Linked DNA regions of Pan troglodytes: region 2 is linked to region 1. A link is a contact called in public Hi-C data. All regions are on one chromosome and are shown on one strand. The core of a region is the stretch at or near the end of the contact, and the rest is flanking DNA. Distances in the headings are between cores, read along the strand shown.

The links. A called contact is a pair of places that touch in the nucleus more often than the background predicts.
Region 2: a contact with region 1 is called in a Hi-C map of stem cell-derived neural progenitor cells, with 4 times the contacts expected there. The contact joins two enhancer-like sites. A contact is called at or near these places in 4 of 7 Hi-C or Micro-C datasets (blood, induced pluripotent stem cells and stem cell-derived neural progenitor cells), 1 of 1 datasets of contacts at active chromatin or transcription factors (stem cell-derived excitatory neurons) and 1 of 1 other capture datasets (stem cell-derived neural stem cells).

Annotation. Positions count from the first base shown.
Region 1 is chr9:124,054,563-124,061,828 of NHGRI_mPanTro3-v2.0_pri, reverse strand. No RefSeq gene overlaps it. Among named protein-coding and RNA genes, the nearest start is that of MIR125B-1, 16 kb to the right of the region's middle. Within about 2 kb of position 3,773, at least 3 of the 24 cell types and tissues checked have an H3K27ac peak or open chromatin away from gene starts, as enhancers often do. A contact at or near this core is called in stem cell-derived neural progenitor cells, where this site is marked.
Region 2 is chr9:124,142,076-124,149,341 of NHGRI_mPanTro3-v2.0_pri, reverse strand. No RefSeq gene overlaps it. Among named protein-coding and RNA genes, the nearest start is that of MIR100, 51 kb to the right of the region's middle. Within about 2 kb of position 4,046, at least 6 of the 24 cell types and tissues checked have an H3K27ac peak or open chromatin away from gene starts, as enhancers often do. A contact at or near this core is called in stem cell-derived neural progenitor cells, where this site is marked.

The DNA.
Region 1 (7,266 bases), core at 2,524-5,023:
TTTCTCATTTATTTTATTGATAATATCAAGTATGTTGATTGATTTTTGAGTATCAAACCAAAATTACATTCCTGGAATAAACCCTAGTTGGTCAGGCTGTATTTCTTTTTTCTTTTTTATTGAGACAGAGTCTTGATCTGTCGCCCAGGCTGGAGTGCAGTGGTGTGATCTCAGCTCACTGCAACCTCTGCTTCCTGGGTTCAAGCAATTCTACTGCCTCAGCCTCCCGAGTAGCTGGGACTACAGGCATGCGCCACCATCCCGGCTAATTTTTGTATTTTTAGTAGAGATGGGGTTTCACCATGTTGGCCAGGCTGGTCTCGAACTCCTGAGCTTGTGATCTGCCCACCCTGGCCTCCCAAAGTGCTGGGATTACAGGCGTGAGCCACTGCGCCCGGCCAGGATGTATTTTTTGTATGTTGTTAGATTTGATTAAAATCTTGTTAAGGATTTTTGCCTCTATGCTCATGCAGAATATTGGTTTATAATTGTTATGTAACTTTTTTGCCTGATTTGATAAAAAAAAAAAATAAGTTGTCAAGAATTGCCTGTTCCTCTATTTTTTGAAGAATTTTATAAGACTAGTGTCATTTTGTACTTGAATATTTTGATTCAAATCTCCAGTGATACCATTTGAAGCTAAAATTTTCTGTGTGGAAAGGTCTAGATAAAGAATTGAATTACCCTAATAAATATAGTGCTATTTAGGTTTTCCGTTATATCTGTGTCAGTTTTAGTAGGTTGTATTTTTCAATGAATTTGTCCATTTTATCTAAGTTACTAACCTAGTTATTTTTGTATATCTAGCCTAGATATTTTCTCCTCTGTGAAACCTTCCCTGACACTACCAACAAAAGTGATTTCTTGTCCTTCGAGTTACTTCTTTACTCAGTATCATTTGTTCTCTCCATCTTCTGTTGAAGTTTGTTCACATGTCTCTTCCTGTACTAAATTAAGGGCCTAGGCCGGGCGTGGTGGCTCACACCTGTAATCCTTGCACTTTGGGAGGCCGTGGCAGGTGGATCACTTGAGATCAGGAGTTCAAGACCAGCCTGGCCAACATGGTAAAACCTTGTCTCTACTAAAAATACACAAATTAGCTGGGCATGGTGGCGGGTGCCTGTAATCCCAGCTACTCAGGAGGCTGAGGCAGGAGAATCACTTGAACCTGGGAAGCAGAGGTTGCGGTGAGCTGAGATTGCGCCACTGCCCTCCAGCCTGGGTAACAAGAGCAAGACTCTTGTATAAAAAACAAAACAAAACAAAACAAAAAAAAACAGAAGAAGAAAAAAAGAAAAAGAAAAAAAATTAAGGGCCCTGGAGTTCAATAATTATACATCTTTGGGTCTTTGCCACCTTGTATGGTGCCTGGCATATAATTAGATTACCCCTTCTCCCAAATGTTTAAATAACCAAATTATTCTACTTAACCTTGTCTAATGTATAGTGACCCAGCATGTTTCTAGCTTTCTCAGTAGATTATGAGTCTCTTTTATAAAAATGGTATGCATTATTTATTCTTCATATTCCATGTCTCACATTATAATAAATTTTAAAAACTGTTAAATTGAATAGATTTGCCACAAAGTACAGAAAATTAGTATTCTATAAACTCAAAGAGAAGAGGCCAAATAGAAATCTGGAAAGCATTCATCAATAAAGAGAGGAAAAAAACATTGCAAAGTGCTTACTATATACCAGATCGTGTGATAATTTATATTCCTTTCCTCATTAATCCCCCAAATAATTGAGCAAAGAAGATATTATGGTCCCCATTTTACAAATAAAGAATCTGATGTTCAGTAAGGTTAAGTACTCTGCCCAAGTTCAGAGTTATTAAGCAGCGGACTTTGGTTTGAAATCTGTATTGAATGATCCCATTATCCACATCCTTGGTCTCAGTTTTACTTTTATGCATTCAGTTTTCCACAAGACACTTGATGGAATTTCTTATACTACCTATAAATTTTGCTAGAGTAGAACATTCTGTGTTCCCCCTAATTGAATGTTACAGGCCCCTCTGTAAATTTAGGAAAGTTCCAAAGTGTTCCCTGGATACTTGTTCTGCCTCTAGCATGAAATGTACAGAAGTAGCAGAGAAGATCCAAACCAGACTTTGCTCTCAGAGTAGGCTGCATAACTCCCTCTTGTCTTCTCCACTGGTCTACATCAGTCTTTTGTCTACAACCCTGACTTTTTAAAAAATGGTGTTGGATGCTACCATTATGGTTATGGTTAATTGGGGGCATCATTGGTGCCTGAGTTTCTACTCAAATAACATAAGGGAAATCAAGAGACCAAGGCCATGATGACTCAAGCAATCTCCATGGCTTGGTGGTAAAGGAGTGAATCCTTCCTTACAGCTGATCTTGCCTTTGTATATGTCACATATTGGTCCTGATTAGAAAGGTCTATAGGCTAATTTGTGCAAGACACATTCCTTCTTATTATACCATGATACAGGCCATGTGAAACACCAGACTCAATCTTATAGCCTCTCTGCTGCTGCTAAGTAAGAAACTTCTACTTTTAGTGTCTTTTCTCTCTCAACACAAAAATACTCTGTAAGTCACCCAGATCTGGGTTGCCCATGATTACCAGGCTTTTCCCAATTAGAAATGTGACTCATGTTCCATTTTACCAATACATCTCAGGCACAGAACTAGCAAGGAAAGACAAAATTAAAATGTTTCTGTAATTCCAGCCCATCAATTGAAACAAGATGTTTCTGAACTTTTCCCAATGTGAAGAACAAAAAGTAATAGCATTTTGTTTATTTATTTGTGTACAACACTGTGGTCAGGAACTTGTTGCTTCCCCAGGGAAATTGCTTGCGAGCATCGCTGAGAAGAGGACTTAACAATTCACACTGATCATTCCCTGTGGTCTGCCATGGCGAGGGTGATACTTTCATGTTTTATAAGCACCAGACAAGAGAGCTGGATCAATTTTCTCTCTCGACATTCTAGTCTCTGTTGAAACGACTCCCTCAGGCATCAGCAGCTCCGGGTTCTTTCTAAAAAATAAAGTAAGTACTCTTAGGTCTGTTCACAGTAAGGGACAAGAAGTCCAAAACGTATCCCTGCCTTTTACAATTCAGAAATCAACGTGGGGATCTTTCCTACTTTTAGGCAGTACATACAGCTTCGCTGAGGTCTGTGTGTCAAACTTACTGAGAGGAGGACATTGTGGAGACGTATCGTTAATTAGCAATGCTTATGCATGCAAACCTTGGTCAGATGATGTTGTGTTTGGAGAAAAGAGAGAAGAGAATTGAATAAGTACATGACCCCTTGGAAGCTGTTTTCAGTTGAGGATTTTGGTGAGTAGCCACTTGAAATCAAGGGAAATTCCATGAATAGTAGGAGCTGGGAAGAAAGGAAGAGGAGGAAGGATCCCACCACTTTTTTCTTCCCATCTAACACCGTGCTTAGGCAAAGCATAGTCCGTATGAGATCTGCCTCATAAAAACTTGCTGAATAAAGCGAATGGAAGTTAAATTTTGGACTTTGTTCCATAATAGCTTCAAATTGTGGTGACTTTGTTGCCTATAGAGGGCCGGGAAATACATTTCTTTGAGATCCTAGAATCTGAGTGTGTGCTCTACACAGGATGGATAGAGCGAGCCTCTGGCAGTTCCATTTATCCAGAGGCAAAAGCATGCCTGCCACTGGAGGCGCTCTTGGGTTCCAACAAAGAACCTATGTTGCCTAAGGAAACAGTGCTTTCTCTTACAAGGTACAATCTTGGCTCCTCTGCCATGAAGCGGAATGTTCCTGGACATGTGCTTCAGAGACCTTCTATGTAACCAGGATACAAGTTACATTGTTATGCAATTCCTCTGCTGAGGCCCTGTAAAAGGAGTGAGTTAGGACAGATGCAGCAAGATATTAGGACAGATTTCGCCCATTATTCAGGCTGCACAACACAGAAGGAAACTTGATTTCAATAAGACCCAATTCTTAACAGTCTTTTCTACCCACTTTTACCCATAACTTTTCCAAATTTGGTTCAAATTGTGCAGAGAAACAATAAAATGTTTAAAAAGGATAAACTGGCTAGTTAAAAGTAAATGGCATTTAATTAAAACAAATCTTGCAAATTCATGAAAAAACAAAAAGCTATGTGATGGTAAACCTTAGGGCAGCGTACAGTGCCACTGTCCTTTGCAGTTTTGAGTGTATTTCATTTGTACATTGGAAGTAGGTACTTGTCATATTATTAACAATTACTCTACTTAGTTGTACACTCAGCATTTGGCATCAGAATAATCTTGTGTAGTCACAGGGTTTTCATTTTCTTTCTGTATTTTTTAAGCATGTTTCTGAGTGGTGGTTCACATAAGCTTTCAATTTTAAATAACACAATCCATTTATTTCACTAGGCGTCTTTATTTGCTTAAAGTGAAGAATCAGAGATTGTCATTGTGTTGTAAATAAGTCTAACCTTTCTTTCCCTTTACAAAAAAAAAAAAAAAAAAAAAACCTGTGGAACTGAAAGAAATAGAAATTGCAGTAATTTTTTATGAACTCTGTTATTAGAGTGAGTAGAACTAAATCTGTGGGGAAAAAAGGAAAAGGAAATGGAAAAGGTGTTTTAGAGCTTTTACTTTAAGCTATTCTAGTGTCCCCTTCTCTGCTTTCTTTCCACTACCCTGACCCATACCTACCCACAGTGAGAACTGAGCCCGCAGGGCAGCTCAGAAGCTGGGAGGAGAGAAAGAGTGAGGATCTGAGTTATTTTTCCTCAGTAATCTTAAAAGCTCCAGGCAGAAAAGACCCTGCCTGTAGAACCTCCCTTTTGCATTTCTCAATTGCATCGGAGAAACTCCTAAATTGCATCAGTGATCCTGAAGCTGTTAAAGTAAAGAATTTTCTGTAGAAGAAAGAAAAGAGAAAGAGAAAGAAAAGGCAAAAACTTAATCATGCTGGGATCTTTTGAGGTAGAAAAAACTGGCAAGAAACAAACTTTCCTTATATTCTAGTGTGTTGGAAAACAGTGGAAGGACTGTTTGCCAAATTGTCTTAGCGGTTCTCAAAGATGGCTGGCCAAATCATAAGAGAATACGCTTAGGTTCGTGTAGTTCTGAGTCCAGCATTGTGGGTAAAGCACAGGTTTCAGCGTAAAGAAATCTGCTGTCTAGAAACCATGGGAAGTATGTCATCCTCTCTTTTCTTTACCATATAGAGATCCTTCATGGATATCCTGTTGTTTGAAGAAAATTTTGTTTAGGAAGTAAGAAAAATATAATTAACATTGCCCTAAAGAAGCAAAGCTCTTTCTTTTCATTTTCACTTCCTTTTGCTTTTGCATTGAAGAGTTAAGACAACATTTCAGCAGAGAAATGTGGAGAAGGGTAAAGAGAAATCAATAAAGTTATTCTGTGACTTTCCCCAGGAGGGAGCAGTGTTAATCGAGAATGGCTTGCTTGGCTATATATCAAGTCCGAGAAGAGAGCAGCAGTTGATTTTGAAACAGATTTCCCAGCTAGACTGGAAGAGATATAAATACATACTTATCTATCATATACATATAGACATATATATACACACACACACATTATACATACATACACATGCACATATATGTAATTTTTATAAGAACGGTGTCTATGTGTGTGTATATACACTATTATAAACATTTAAATATAAATTATATGTATTATATATATGTGTGCGTGTGTGTCTTTGTGTGATTTAAAAAGTAGATAATAATAATTTCTTCAGATAATTGGTAACGCCAGACAAAACTCTTCGAATAATATTTCATATATATTGATCTGGGATCGTTTTACATTTTATAAGTTTCTCTCAAAAGTTTTTTGATTACTAGAGAAGGAAATTAATAGGCAAGAGCCCCAAGTGACAGACAATGGAATGGAAACTGGATTTCTTGACCCAAGGCCAGCGAAAGCATCTTGACCGCAGGAAATCTTCTAAGGAGCCTCTATGGGTCATTCATGCAGTTACTTTTTCTAGCAATAAACATTACAGAAATTTTGAGCAGGTCTGATTGCAGCAGAGGTCATGAGACTGAAGCTGGCTCTGGGGCTGCCCAGTTTTATTGGGCTGTGGCACCATGCTCATTGGAAGCAGTGGTGATTTCTTTGTTGACAAATTCAGACAACATAATTGGGTGGGAAGTTGGCTTCGCCATCACAGTGTGGTCTTGAATGAGTTATCTATCTTTTCTGGGCTTCAGTTTTCCTTTCTATGAAATGGGATGAATAATTCTTGTCCCTTCACAACAACATGCTTTCTTGTTGCCCAAAAACCTTGTCAAATTTTCTTTGTTCCATCAAGCATCGGGAGATGTGTAGATAGCTAAATGGGAATCCCCTTTTCATGACCCAATCTGCTATGATGAATTTCACCATGCTGAGACTCTTCACATCTCTCTTCTCCCATTGTGTATATTCAGACTCTATTTTTTTTCAACATCAGCTAAGATGCTGTATTTATTTTCTAAATCCAAATTCCATCTAAATCGTAGCTGTTAAGAAAATATTCTTGTAAGAGAATGGAATCTAGACAGAGAGAGGAACTATGCAATTCTAGAATTTCCCTGGAGGGAACTTGAAAATTCATCTAGTGTAATCCTCTCGTTTTATAGTTGAGGCAGCTAAGGATCTGAGAGGTGAAATGTCTTGTCCAAGGTCACTGTGACAAAGCTAAGTGGAGAACCTATGTCTCTTAACTTGCAGTTCTATATTCCTTCCATTGGGTCGTGTGTCTTGGGACCACTATAACCAGAAATAGAAAATGAAGTCGAAGTAAGCAGACCAGACAAGGATATGTCATCCTTTGGTTTTCCCCAGGGCCAGATTCCAACTCTGTGTACATAACTCAGTGGCAGGACTTTAGCATCTTCATGAAGGATGGAAGATTCATACTGAACACTCTTTTTTACCCCTTCCTGTCCCATTAGACCCAGCCCAGAATCTAGATCTAATTGAGCTCTCACTTTTCCTTATTTTGGACATGGTTGTGCTTGCACTTCATCTTATAGCTCTTAAATCTTATCTTCACATTGACCCACTCATTTTATATTCCACATTTACTGAGAGCTTACTGTGTGCCAGTCATTCTATAATGGGCTAGAGATACAGGGAAATATATCTCTCCGTGTCTTAATTACAATCATAGTGCAACATGTCCTGTGCATGGTGTGCTTACAGTGCTGATGGGGTGCTGAGGAAGGGGAGACTGAGATCACTGAAGGCAGACAAAGAATACTGAGTAGATCATGTGATAATTCTTCTACTTT
Region 2 (7,266 bases), core at 2,797-5,296, 87 kb before region 1:
TGTGCTTCTCCCTTTCACCTGTTACTCTGTGACCCCTGGGAGGGTTGGCCTAGTCATCCTAGTCGGGTTCCTGATGCTTACCGTGGTCTTTGGCCAAGAGTAGTTACTGAGCAAATGATTGTTAACTGACTAGTAGTAATTCAGGTTACTGTGGAACTTGATTTCTACTTCTATCCTGTATCTTGAGCATATAGGAGGTGTCTCGTCAACACTTGATGGATTCAGATTTTTCTCGTGAATTAACCATCTTTTGCAGCCAGGACGGTGCCCTTTGATTCTCTCTCCTGAGAAGTGACCTAGTCGGGAAATGGAGACACCAAGTCTTATGATGGGTCTAGCTTTCTTCCTGTTTCTTTCTACTCAGAAGATCTTTCAGTGCCCGGCCTCCTTCTTCCTCCTCAGCATTTACCCTTTTTCCTGCTTCTCATCACCCCTTGAGACCCCGTGATGGTCTTGGAAATGTCCCAGATATCTTACACCTCCTATGCAGTTTCTCCCTTCACATCTTCCTACCTCTAAATTTTTCTCCCTTTTCCTTCATCCCTAAACTCTTTTTTTCTCCTTTGTCTGAGCTCAGTGTTCCCTCTGCTCAATCAGAAGTCAATTCTCGAATGCTCCATTTCTCTTATCTGACACCCTCATCAGCTTTGCACCCTTTTTTGCAACTCTGTCCAGGATAATATCATGAAAGCAACTCCAAACGCATACCACATACCAGCTCCGCCCAAAGCCTCGTAGTTCCTTCCTTTTTAGCAATCTGCACCCTTTCTACCACCCCTGCCCCTATTCTTATACCTTCCCAGCCTGCCATGTAAGGCTCACACATAGACGCAAAAGATTGCAGAAAAGGCAACAACGTCACCTACAATTTTTACTGGTACTGTGTGTCCCAAGTATGTCTCCTCAGACTGTAGGTAGGGCTTTTAAAATTTACTGTAATTCTGACTTCAAGAAATTCTAATTAGCTTTAGGTTCTGCCTTGTATTCTGGTACTATACCAAAGGTGCCTTTTCCCTTGCATCCATGTCTTGCTGATTGCATTTTCTATGTGTGTGTTTTGCTTATTCTTGAGCCCAATCAGAATGGCCTCCAATCAAATTGACTTCAGAGGCTGAGTTCAAACAGAGATCAGACAACCACTCGATCAGGGAAGATATGGGTGGAATTCAGACATTGGGGGAGATATTTGATAAGATGGCTTCTAAACATCATCTCTTTTCAAACCTGCGATTCTCCTTAAACTGATCATTCAGTGTAAGAGTTCTGCCTTTTCTTGTGTGTTTTCCACTATACTAAAGGCCATTTGCCCCACCTGGGAGATACCTAACTCTTGGACTTACCTGTGATAGTTAAAGAAATAGTGCTGTTCAAGGGAAAGAGAGGAAAAGGTTGCAAGCACACTTTGGATTTATCTGATCATCTAATGTGTTGGACCAGGAGATCCCTCAGCAGGAGTTAAAATGCTCTGTGTGAGGATGTCACATGCTTCTTTTGTCCAGTTTCTCCTTTTGGATCCCAGATCGTTCATAGACTCAAATAGTCCAAGAGCTAGAAGGATCCCCAAAGGTTGTCTCAGTGCAGGCAGTCTCCATGACTGGCCCTGCATTTGGCCAAAGAATGTCCAATGACAGAGCCCTCACAGCCTTCTCCAGACACAAAGTGACCTTTCCAAATCTGGACTAAACTACCAGAATATTTTTCTTATAGTGGATCAAAAATATTTCTCTTTGACATGTCTCTCCATTAGTTTCATTCTATTTCCTGAAGCTGGGTGGAGCAAATCCCACCCTTTTCTAATTAAGAGTCCTTTAAATATTCAAAGACAGCAATTACAGAGTTGTATCTTTATCTGCCTAAATATTTCCAGTTCTTCAAGTTCCTCATGACATGGTTGCTTCATCTTTGTTGTCCTATTGTCTGGGTCCTGCATTTTTCCTGGTGTGGGCTGCAGAGCAGAATGGAATGCTCTGCCAATCCAAAGGGGAACAAGACTCTCCTTCCCTCACCACTCATTTTCCTGTTTCTCCACTCATGACCCCATGTCCCTGATGGGGACACGTATGCTCCAGACCCTCTGATACTTCCTCCTGTAGAAGTAATTCTGGATTTTGATCCCATCTTTCACAGCGGGCTTGTCACTGAAGGTTCTCAGTTTTAGATCTGTTTGCGTGAAAGGGAATGTTTTTGCTGCTTTTCTTGATTTCTCTAAATCCTTATTGCTGTTTTTTTGTTTTGTTTTGTTTTTTGTTTTTTTTTTAACTTGAGTTTGTAACAGGGCTTAATTATCTTCAGGGCAGTTTAACCCTTTCATATTCAGCCCTAGGCCCAACATAGGTCTGAGAAATATTTAGTGAGTTTATGGTTCATAGTAATATCATCATTGACATACTTTCTTCTGCTTTGTCATCCTCCTCCTCATCATCATCGTCATCATTTAAGTGGCACACAAATTCTTTTGCTTAAAGTTATTGCTGTCTTTTGTCTTTATTCCTGTAATACCAATGTTAGTTATGGAGAAAGAGCTCATAAAGTAGCTGCAGCAGAATCAGAGAATTGTGCAACTTCAAGTATCATTTCCAATGCACTAGTAAGTGGAGCTAAGATCAGAACCCAGGGTTCCTGATCTCCCGCCCCGTATGTCTAGACTATGTTCTGTCTCTGGAGAAAAGTGGGAGTGACACTCACTGATCATCCTCAGTACAGGGCATTGAGCCACACCATTAAGGAGTATTGATTGGCTCCCCCGCTGTGAGAACAGTATGCTGCGTGTGACACAGACAGAGAGACCCAGGCCGAGTCTGCAGGAGAAAACTGGTCATGATGTCAAATGTGGAGGAAACAACCAATAGGCCTGGTGGGATGTTCTCTATTTATCAGCACAGTTAGTGGAATCCAAACAAAGAAACTTTCCAGAATGACAACCGTGCTCTGCCACTGAACTGTAGGTGAGCATGCGGTTTGTGACGTATTATTTCATTCTGCCATCATACCAGTTGTGAGATCTTGCTTGTGAAACTAAGTTAACTCCATTTTATGGACAAAGAAACTGAGGTGAGAGTAGTTAATTGAGCATAAAATAAGTAGCCGAGATAGGTATCAAGTCTAGATCTGTTGAAGCCTAGAGCTTGTTTTGCCACGTCACATTGTCTCATTGACTCTTCCAGGAGTCCTGGCAAGGGAGCCCTTAATTTCAGCAAAACAAATCTCAGACCAATTTCCATTGGACTCTATTAAACTCCACTACCTTTCTGATGTTGGTGGCAGCTCTGTACTGAACCATACGTGAAGATTGAACTTGGAATAAAATAATAAAGCTCCATTTGTTAAAAACCACAGCTACTTCATGAGCTGTTTCTCCATAAGCAACATAGACACTACAGTAATAAAGATTAAAAAACAAAACAATAATAACCGTAAGCAAAAGAAGCTGTATGACACTAAAATGAGGAGGAGGAGGAGGAGGAGGAGGATGACAGTGATATCTACCAGGGTGGGTTAGTATAATGAGACCGTGTTCCTCTGGAGAAAGATACTATTTGGACATACAGTCTGTTTTCACTAAGGTGGGGAGCAGTATGTGTCCAGAGCTCTAGAGGGACCGAAAGGCCAAGTGTCCACAGTGGCAAGAGAATCCGGGAGACTGGACCATCAAGTCTTTTACTCAGAGACTGGAGACCACGCCTTACCTCTCGGAACAGCCCTGTGTGAACATCCGACTTTATGATACATTGTGATTGTGATACAGGACTTCCCATGCAGCGCTTAAGCCATGCAGGCTTATTACTCACACCACACTCACCTGGACCCAGAGACCTCCAGGCACTGAGACTCCGTCTCCCGGAAGTATTTCCCTGAGAAATTGCAGAGGACCTCAATCCTGCAACTCACACAGAGGCAGTTCTTCGTGGCCGGAAACGGACCCCACGCCCTCTGGGGCACATCCCTGAGTGCGAGCACTCTTCTCTCGCCCTCCTCCCACCCAGGCACCGTCCCAACTGGGCACTGCCTTGCTATGCCCCACATCTCCCACAAGGGGGAGCCGCCGGAGGGCAGCTGGGGCTGCGGAATTTTGGAAGCGCAGAAGTTTTCTCCTCCTGTCCTGTAACTGGTTTTCACTCACTCAACTGAGAGATTTCTTTGTTGCAATGATGGGGTCTAAGATAACACTTCTGGAGGCTGCAGGCGAGAAACACAGCTGATATCATCTTTTATTGTGTGTTGTTATTTGCCTAGCATTATAAATTAAGGAGGAAAAGTAACAAAGAGCTTGAAGACATGCACAGCTCACAGGCCCCGGGTGGAGGCTGGCGACATCAGACAGACAGAACCAAGACATCTGAGGGGCAACCAGGAGGTGCGTGTGGCTGCAGAGCACACAGGTAGGTACCCGCAAGAGGACAGTCGTGACGGCGGGGAGGAGTGGATGGAGCATTCACAAAAGGTGGTCAGCAGAGATTAAAGGGGAAAGGCAGTGCAGAGGAGTTGGGAGATGGAGGGAGAGAAGAGGGAGGAGTCCCAAAGGAGTGCAAAAGAAAAAAATGTTTGCAGGGTGTGATGCAAAAGGCTGACCACGGAGTGGGAGAGGGAGGGTTTGGAAAGTGAATCAGAGACATAAGAGGGTTTGAAGTTGGTTCCAACTCGGCCACCCCAGAAACTTCACAAAGCAGGAGAGGATGGGAGATTGACACAAAAGGCTCAGTTGTACAAGAAAATTCAAAGTGAGTAGGTGTGCCAGAAAGTCAATCTAATCATTCTGGTTGTGTGTCGTATAGCCACACCCACTCCGGACTTTAACCCAAACTAGAAAGAATTCTGGTCTGAGTGTGTTTTCAGGTCCTCTCTGCTCGGAACTCATGTTTCACACTTTCCCTTTCTTCCTTCGGCTCTTCCACAGTCGCTCTAGGTAATGGAATAGAAGTCAGAAATTCCGTGTTCTAGTCCAGGCTTTGCCACTTACTGGTGAGATTAGCTTAAGAAAGGAAATATCTGAGTTTCCTTTTCCTTTGTCTATAAAAGGAAGATAATAATATATTACTTATGAGCCCTACAGGGTTTTTCTGAGGGTTGAATAAGTCAGACAGTGTGAATGAATGCTCTTAATAGATTACAATTGCTAGTTAAATAAAAGATGGCATTAATAATAATTAATCAGTTAATATATTCTTCCTATCCTCAACAGCGGGTTTGCCTGCTGAGCTGTGAATAAGATAATATATAACATATACGTTATATAGATATATTAGCCTTAACCTACTATCTGTGAGAAAATTTAGAATTTATGACTCTATTTCCACAGCACATGTTAGAGTAACCTCTTTGGGAGATAAATAGGAATCTTTGTATACTTACCTTTTAGCCACCATCAAATGTTCTTTTCCCCGACCTCAGCTACAATTTTGTATTTCTCAAACATGCAGATAATGATTGATGGTGTCTGCCTGGCTACCTGACTGATGAGTGATTTGTCTGTGTCCTGGACACTGCTGCCAGAGCAAATGTCACACCATGTCTCAGGCACATTATCAGACTAAATATGCTTGGAAGAAGCAAATAAGAGACTCTGTTAATCAGTTAATCATCCCATCACTATATTCACTGCCTGAAATGTGTTTGCTTTTTTGTTTGTTTGTTTGTTTGTTTTTGGTCTGGGTCATTTGTTACTTAGTTCATTGAAATGTCTTGGATGAAAATTGGGTTCTGCACACTGGATCTGGCTGGTTGATTCTGCGTGCGAAGACTGAAGTTGGCTTTGATGCCTATAGATGCACTCACCCTTCCCTCGGGTTCCAGAGGCCATGTGGTGTATGGGGAAGGCAATGTAGATGGTGGGAAAATCACTTGACTTCTCTTGCTCATCTGTCAAATGAAACTGTTACCATCCTTCCTTCGTGCATCCAAATATAGATGTAAGGAGCACATGTGATTACACTGCACACACCAACAGTTCCTAACTATCCAAGTGCTGTATAATTGTAAGGTTTTATAGTCATTATTCTGCTGCATGTTTCTTACTAGTGATTTACCCGTATTGCACAATTAAAATTATTTGAAAAGCTGTCTTTCCCCAGCTGTTAATATAGTCCCTTACTTTTTTTCATTTCCACCAATCAACTGATAAATCAAATATTTATAAAGATGCTAAATTTGTCATATACCTACTCACCATCAAAAAGTTAGTATCCTATCTAAATCACATGAATAGATGCACAATGTGTACATAGACTATTTGTATTTTTCTAAAAATACTAAATACATATATACATCCTTTTTTCGCCCATGTGCCTATTCCCCTTTTAATAAAAATATATGTAAATATGTATTTGAGCAAGAAACATAATACCTACATCCACACACACAGCATCTTCGCTTAGATAGCAGATTTAATGGGGGAGAGGAACAAACGCATCACTCTATCAGCATTGTAGCTATTTCAGAGTCCAGAAGTGACCATAATGCACAATTCATGTGGTTAAAAAAATGATGGATCAATTTCTGCCCTGTTCCTAGTAATGAATATCAATATCTTGCCTCTTCTAGACAGACTGTCAGCAGCTTCAGATGTTTTTAAATGAGTTTTTAAAAATAAATTTGCGAAGTCAATTATTTTGAATCTCATCTGAAGCAATTAAAAAACATCCTGACATTTAAGGTGATATTTTTTCCCAAGTAAAATAATCATAAATAATACTAATTATGAGCAAATCATTCAGTTACTCTCAGTCTGGTTCAACCTTTAGGTTAATAAACCAATCCATTAAAATTCATCTTGCTCAAAGGACCAATTTGTTAAAAAATGTAGCGACCTTTCACCACAAGTATGATTGATATTTTCTTTAACAATAATCAGAGCTGTCTTTCCCAGAACAGAGTATGGTCAAGTGATAGGTATAGAAAACTAGGGTTCTTTTATACCTCTCTTGGTAATACTTCTCAGATAGGTACAGAATGATATTGATGATGATGAAGATGGTGGTGATAATGTACAAAATTAAAACTCTAATGTTAAAGAGAGTACCTTAAAAAGATATTTGAAAGCCTCAAGACAACTGTTCACAAAACCCAACTATATTACTCTTCATGCCACAAACAGAGTTTAGATATTCCCCTCTGCCTCTAGTGTTTCGTTCTCACCAAAGGAGTAGGGCAGAGATTTGCAAATGTGTCCCATGGGCCAAATCTGGTCCACTACCTGTTATAAATAAAGTTTTGTTGGAACAAAGCCCATCCATTTATTTAGATATTGTCTTTGGCTGCTTTCCTACTACA